2 separate regions of the Mus musculus genome follow, and region 1 is linked to region 2. Evidence: chromatin contacts called from public Hi-C data. All regions are on one chromosome and are shown on one strand. Each heading gives the region's core, a stretch centred on a gene start, on an enhancer-like site or on the middle of the called end of the contact. The rest is flanking DNA. Distances are from core to core; before and after follow the strand shown. Region 1 overlaps Gm31515 (a long non-coding RNA gene). Region 2 overlaps Atp2b4 (ATPase, Ca++ transporting, plasma membrane 4).

Region 1 (3,441 bases), core at 181-2,680, 170 kb after region 2:
CAGAGGCAATGTCAAAGCAGGGCTAAGAGTAAGGCAGTGCAGGGAGGTACTTAATCCAGATGGGGATCTGCCCTGCAAGGACTTACTTTGGGCAAATTATTTAGCCACCTCTGTGACTCGGTTTCTCACCTGCCTTCAGAGTCTCAGCAAGAATGAAAGGAACTGCAAAGTGCTTAGAGCAGTTCTTAGCCTGTGGGTCGTGACCCTTTGGGGGTCAAACGACCCTTTCACAGAGGTCACCTAAGACCATCAGAAAACACAGATATCTACATTAGGATTCTACAAAAATAATTTTATGGTTGAGGGTCACTACAACATAAGGGGTCACAGCATTAGGAAGGTTCTGAACCAGTGGCTTAGCGCAGCGGCACATGCAGTGGAAGTTGTTTATAAGAGAGGGTCTGTAAACTATTGGCTTCATGAGGCTCACACAGTGAAAAAGTCTTGAAGCCCAGACTGGGGCTCTACAGTTACCTCCCCCTTACCTAAGTTCTCACTGGCCTCTCCTCCCCACTAAGATCTCCTTCACCTCCTCCCACCCAGCAGGGAAACTTTTGTTCCCACTGATAGATGAGGCAATTGTAGGGGCTGTAGAACTACAGAGGTGGGAGCATGGGTGCTGCCAGGCTGCCTGCCTTCGCTGGCGGCCTGTGTGCTCCTGGTGGGCTCAGAGGCAAAGGCATGCCACGGAGGCAGATTAATATAATCACTGTATTACCAGCCCCGCTCCCTCCCTCCCCCACTCTTCCCTTAATGGTGATGATTATACTTATTAGAGGTTCAGCTGCCAATGGTTACTGGCTCTCCCTGCTCTAGCGTTTTAATAGGAATTTGGAGCTATTGTTGTTAACACAACCTTCTGCGGGCCCCAGGACAGGTGCAGAGCAGGGCACTGGGACCTTTTCAGCCAGGCAGGCAAGGTCCCTAGGGTCCTGGTGTCCCACAGGACGCTCAAAACTCAAATACATCTTGCTTCTGTCTGGTGTCAGAAGAGGGGACTGGGGACCTCCTAGGCCTCTTCTCTTTGCAGGGGTTGAGTGGCGGCAGGTGCTTCTAGCTGGAGCTGGGTAATCTTGATGAACTACCAATCCTTCTGATGCCTGGAAGGCTTCTGTGCCCTTTAGCGGTCACCTGGCATCCTCCCAACCTGCCCCCGCCCCCACTCCCCCCATGGAGATCAGAAGGATCACTGGAGGGTGACATTGTAGCCTGGCTGGGATGTAACCGTGACACTCTGACCAGGGCTAGGATGGGAGTGAAATGAATTTCAGATGGCTGGAGGTGGGGCCCATGGGATGATAAACTTTCAGGAGAGGGGTGACCCCAGGAGAACGGTCTGCAACTCAATTTCCAGAGCTGCCCTGAGGCCTCTCAGAACCCACAGCGCCCTCACAGGCTCATCACGTGGCAGAATGACAATAGTTTGTTTTGGTTGGACTTTGTTCTTCAAACAAGGCAAGTCCTCTGTGCATACCTTTAAGGTTAATCCCGGGGCAGCCCAGACAGGGATAGTATCTCGCATTATAGATATAAATAAACCACAAGAACATAACTCACTAACTGGCAGGACTAAAGTTCAAACCCAGACTCTTCACATGTTAGCCAGGTGAGGCTGTACCTTAGAAGGGACTGCGTCTAAGGCAGTTGTCTCTGTGTTTCCCACTGGGTGAAGCAGGTGTGACATGTGTGTTAGTTGGTGTCTATCCAGCAGGAGCAAGAGGGTTGACTCGGAGCCAGGGAGGGTTAAGTGGAACCAGCAAGGAAATTGGAAATTGGAGCAGAGCCTTGGTTTCTAAGACCAGGGGGAAGCCCAAGCCCATGTAGGGACTGCTCTTCAGGACCTCTGGATTCTTGGCCTTGGAGGAAGAGTACCACCCCATAGCATAGATGCAGGCCTGGCAGTGGGTGTGTGAAGTGTACAAAGAGGCCTCCGAAGGTCTTGGGTCCTACAGTCATGCCTCCCTCCCTGGCCTTCCTAGAGCCCATTTGCTGGACAGGTGGTCTTGAAGACTTGGATCTGGGTGGGATGGGAGAAAGTGGGAGAGGAGAGGGGCAAGCAGGGTGAACTCTGAGCAGGCTGCCTCTGAGGGCTGAGTGAGATCAGGCTGGGCCTCTGATAAGGAAAACAGACAGTGCTCGCCCTATTAGCCAAGGGCAGCTGTTCTCTGGTCTCTCTGACCCATCCATCACCACGTGTCCTAGTCCCCAGAGCTCTGGTGTTGAGGAGTCCCCGCTTTTCTCCATGGAGACCCAGAGAATGCCCAGATTTGAGCAGAACTCATCTATCCGGAGTATGGCAGGGGAGCAAGTCGAAAGTGGACAGGTGTTAGAGAAGTGAGCCTCACCTGTGAAGGAAGAAGAGGCTAGACCCTCATCGAAGTCATCTTCCAGCTTCTCACCTTCAGAAGCATACTGACTGTGGGCATCCTCTTATCCTTTCTACAGATGTGTTTTGGGCAACGCAAGGCCTCTCCCTGTTCTGCTAAGCAGCCATATGCAAGGGGTGGCCCTGCCTGGCTCATTTGGCCAGTTTGCTTGCTGTCTTCTCTACCAGCTCTTCCAGTCTATTCTACTCAGAATATGTCTCTAACTGTTGACAGTACCACCTGCTACCGTTGCTCCAGAGTCTAAGCTCCTGGGACAGGGTCCATATTTGATCCACTAATGTAAGCCCCGTGCTTACAATTACGGGGGGTACAGGAGGTGGGCCTGAGATCTGAGATGCTCTATAATTTTAACTGCCCCATGTTCCACTTTCAGAGAGACTGGTAATTAAGCATTCAGATTACCCTTTTCCTGACATTTGTTGGGCAGGAGAGACCAATAATACCAGAGGACCAAGCATCCCACCCTGTTAGCTGATTTGTAAGAAGCGGAGCTCCTGTGGCTTCCTGCTCCTCGGCTCCTCTGCTTCCAGCAGCTGACAGGAGTGAGTAGGAGGAGGCCAATGTTAACCTGTCAGCTTCCCTGACGTCCTGTGTGCACACGGAATGAACGGACAAATGGAATTCACAGGCCGGGAAGAGTAGGCTGAAGCCTTGCCCATCACACCTACAGACTCCTGTGCCTGCCAGTGAGCTGAAATTGCAGGCTGACTCCCAGAGATGCTGGCTGCAGTTATTTTTTTCTACCTTGAGCCCTTGGGGTGGAGTTCTGAAAGGACAGGATCCTAGGAGACAGGCCTTACCTCTGCTCGCTGCTTGGGCCCAGTGTCTGCCTGTGCTGTCGGAGAAAGCTAGGTTGGATGGAAACCTGGAGCTGGGACCTGGGCTGTTACTGAGGCACTGGGACACCAGACAGGAAGTGGAGCTGCCTGTGAGTGGCCTACTCCTCAGAAGAGCCTGGGAGCTTTCTAAATCCATGGCTCCAAAGAGAGAGAAAGGCGACTCTGCAGACCCTCGATTTTTCTCCCGTTCCTTTCACCTGTACCCTATCATTATG
Region 2 (3,399 bases), core at 47-2,546:
TCTTTAAGGGGGCTTCCGTCTGGAATTTGTTAATTACGTCAATCTGCAAAGAATCAGAGAGTGAGACAGCTTTGCTCCACAGTCAGAGAGAAGGAAGAGGAAGGCAGGGTCAGGAGGGCTGGGGAGAGGGGTAGGAGATCAAGAGAGCTATTCCCTTAAACCCAGAGCAACAGGTGAGGGTGGGGCGGGGGAGGGCAGTAATTGCAAACCACACTGTCATTGTCATTTAAGGAACAATTTGCTATGGATTTTCAAACACCCAGCTAGGATTGGGTTTCCTTTTCCCCTGTAGCCTAGGATGGACAGGCACAAAAGAACTTCTCCCCAATGGTAACAGGTAGCTTTTTCATTATGTTGACCTGTACTATTAAAAATAAGGCATGCAATTTGACATACCAGAAACTAAGTACATATTAGTGAAATGTAAGACCCAAGAGCCTCTACACCAACTAAGTCAACTAATTGTTTGTTTGTTTGTTTGTTTTTGCAAATTTCCCAGGAAGTTAACACGTGTGTAAAGAAGATGGGCAGTATAGCAGTCCACACAAGTGGCCTTGGTGAAAAGACTGCCAGGTTGAGTGGCTTGGTTTGGAGGAGGTGTCTTTTTTGACGCTTCCTCCAGCTGCAGTGGTGCTTAGGATTCTGCTGGTACATGACGCACAATTCTGAAACTCACTCATGACTTAAGCACTGGAGACCTTCACTGGCAGACTGGTGCTGGCGACGCTGGGAGGCTGCCGCTGCTGCCACTCTCCCCCACCCGCCTACCACAGCAGCCTTCTGGCTTTCCGCTTTCTCCTTCTTAGGGATGGAGGCAATTAATATCATCGCTTTCCCGCAGTAAGCAATGATCTGGGGTCTTAATCAATCTACCACCCTTCTCCTTGACTCCTAAGCAATAAGGAGCAAATAGAAAGGGATTCCTTTATCTTTCAGAGATCGATTGGGATTCTGTGACTGCATCCCCAGAAGGAAGGTTTCTCCTGAGTCAGACTCCTGTTCTTGTAAACAGAGCCTCTGGAGAAGCCATGAAATACTTAGGGGTGGAGACCAAGTATGAGCTAAAAATGCTTCCCCACACAGTGGCCTGCTGGCTGAGGCTGTAGGAGGTGAGGGCTGCCCTTAGGGGGCGGATTTCAGTCCCATTAAGAAGGTAGAGGCTCCTTCCTAGGAGCTTAGAGTGTTACAGGGTCCAACTTACATAATGAAAACTGCATTCTGAGTTTACTGTTCTAAGAGTCCAGCCCTTTAATTCTTCAAATGTTTGCTTTCTAGTGCTTTTTCCTCCCCCAAACTAAAGGGTAAAGGTGAAGGGAGGAAATGCCTAGAGCCAGGGGAAGGGGGAAATCCCAGCCAGCACTGGGCAGTCACTTGGCAACATCTCCCACCCCACGTGTTGCAATTGGGGACCAGCAGCCAGACTGTAAGGGCTTTTGTTGGAATCCTCCTGAGACTGAACAAAATCCCTCCTGATGGGGGTGGGAGGGCTTTGGACATGGAAGATGCAGTTAGCACACTCAGTCTCATTTGCTCAGTTAGGTGCCAGTTACAATGTTGTGGATGGATCCTATCAGCGGCATCTTCAATAGGCTGCTGTTGGAGGCTGTTTAGGCTTTTGCTTGTTTTTTTTTTTTTTTTTTTTGAGGTAGGGTCTAGCTACACAGCCCAGACTGGCCTAACTAGGAATCTTCCCACCTCAGCCTCCTGAAGATTGTTAGATGTGCACCACATGGTTGGCCTCAGATTTAGGTTTTAAAGTCAATCTGGCCCAGCTCCCTTCCATTCTAGCAGGGAAAGAGGTATGCCTGAAGGTATGTGTGCTGTGGAGATCGGAGAGGTACGGAAAGGGGATGCAAACTGGGAGTGCAGGAAAAGGAAGAGCCATGAATCTCAGCTCCCCAGAAAGAAGACTGGCAAGAAGCAAGGAGGCTCTGGAAGGAGGGGATCCTGGCCAGGAAAAAAACAGGGACAAAACCAAAATAAATAAATAAATATTAAAAAAAAAAAAAAAGCAAACACACAGTAGAAGAGGACCCTGAAGGGAAGAAAAGCAAAGAGGTTATTTTGAAAGGAGCAGACCTGAAGAGATGGAAGTCAAGGTGCTAAATTCTACGGGCACCCAAGGGACTCAGTGGGGGTGGGGGTGGGGGTGGGCAGAGGTGGGGACTTGCTATCATGAGGTGATATATGTAAGTCAGGATTCAGTTCCCTTCCTAGGAAAAAGAGGAGAGGAGCCCAGGGTTTACGACCTGTATCTTGCCCATTTTCTACCTGGTGTCTTCCTGGGGGGTTGGGGGTGGGTGGGAGGCAGTTCCTACCAGGTAAGCAGTTTAAAATGTGAATTAGCTTGTCTTCCCTGTACACTAAAGGGGATGGGGGAGGGGGAGGCTGGCCAGGCAATTTTCTAAACCAGCCAAAGGCCAGTTTTTGAAAGTGAAATATTTTGATCTCTCGCCAACTAGGGGGAAGAAACAGGTCTTGCTCAGGACAGTCCCCTCAAGATCTTGGAATTGACGGTTTGTTTGGGAATCTTGGGACTAAAACCATAAAAGGTTGAGGGGTCTCCGAAGCTGTCCCAGTAGCGATGCATGGAAGTCGGGGGAAATGGGGTTAGGGCTACAAGCAGGGGACTCACTTGTACTCTGTTTCAGAAATTCCCTTTTTGGGAAGCCAGTCTGAATTCTTCCAAAGATATCAGGCACAGAGAGACTGCTGTTTATAGCTACTTAATCATCAGATGCCCCAGAGAGGCCTTGCATCAAGGTGGAACAATGGAAGAAGGTGAGCTTCTTTAACAAAGACCTCCCCAGATAACAGCTCTCACTTCGACCAGTCAGGGATGCTGGCTTTCCTTCCAGTGTTATAAAATCAGGGCCTCTTAGTTCTTCCATCAGGGCAGGGAAGGGACTACACAGTCCCTATCTTGGGGTCGTGGCTGGTACTGGAATAGACCTTATGTGGGAAGACATCTCCACTGACAAACCTGGGGTGGGGGTGGCGATGGGTTGAAGGGCTAACCACAGCTGAGGAACTCGGGGACCGTGGTCCAGTCTGTTGGCCCATGGTCCAGTCTGCCGACTAGTCCCTCCTAGAGGAATCCCCCAGAGACCTCTGGCCCTGTTGGCCCTGAAGTTAAGGAACACAGGCTGCGCTTGAACAGTGAGCCTTACGAAAGGGGTAAAGGTGTTGACTGCCAGGAATTACTGCCTTCCTACCCTTTCCCAGGATGGGGAGACTTCTTCTCCCAGGGTAAGGACAGGCCACCACAGAGTACCTGAGTCTGAATCCGGTTCAGGCCACGGACCCAGAGGATCTGGCCTCGGCGAAGCTCCATCTCGGCAAGGTCAATCTCGTCCATTCCCTCAGTATCCCTGCTGATGTCCTCTTTGTCACTGCCGT

The links. Hi-C and Micro-C count contacts between places; a contact is called where the count stands out from the background.
Region 1: a Hi-C map of liver shows a contact between it and region 2, with 3 times the contacts expected there. The contact joins two enhancer-like sites. A contact is called at or near these places in 3 of 39 promoter capture datasets (the 3T3-L1 cell line, 3T3-L1-derived adipocytes and liver), 7 of 15 datasets of contacts at CTCF or cohesin (CD8 T cells, the G1E-ER4 cell line, embryonic stem cells and 3 more), 32 of 484 Hi-C or Micro-C datasets (B cells, the Ba/F3 cell line, CD4 T cells and 17 more), 16 of 115 datasets of contacts at active chromatin or transcription factors (the HPC-7 cell line, Th17 cells, craniofacial prominence and 11 more) and 3 of 9 other capture datasets (adipose tissue, liver and pancreatic islet).

The regions. Positions count from the first base shown.
Region 1 is chr1:133,881,296-133,884,736 of GRCm38.p6, forward strand. The region is part of intron 2 of Gm31515 (a long non-coding RNA gene); the gene reads left to right. Among named protein-coding and RNA genes, the nearest start is that of Gm31515, 23 kb to the left of the region's middle. Within about 2 kb of position 1,431, at least 27 of the 459 cell types and tissues checked have an H3K27ac peak or open chromatin away from gene starts, as enhancers often do. A contact at or near this core is called in liver, where this site is marked.
Region 2 is chr1:133,711,780-133,715,178 of GRCm38.p6, forward strand. Atp2b4 (ATPase, Ca++ transporting, plasma membrane 4) reads right to left here. Exons shown (of 20, transcript NM_213616.4): 19 at 3,275-3,399. Among named protein-coding and RNA genes, the nearest start is that of Mir6903, 13 kb to the right of the region's middle. Within about 2 kb of position 1,297, at least 36 of the 459 cell types and tissues checked have an H3K27ac peak or open chromatin away from gene starts, as enhancers often do. A contact at or near this core is called in liver, where this site is marked.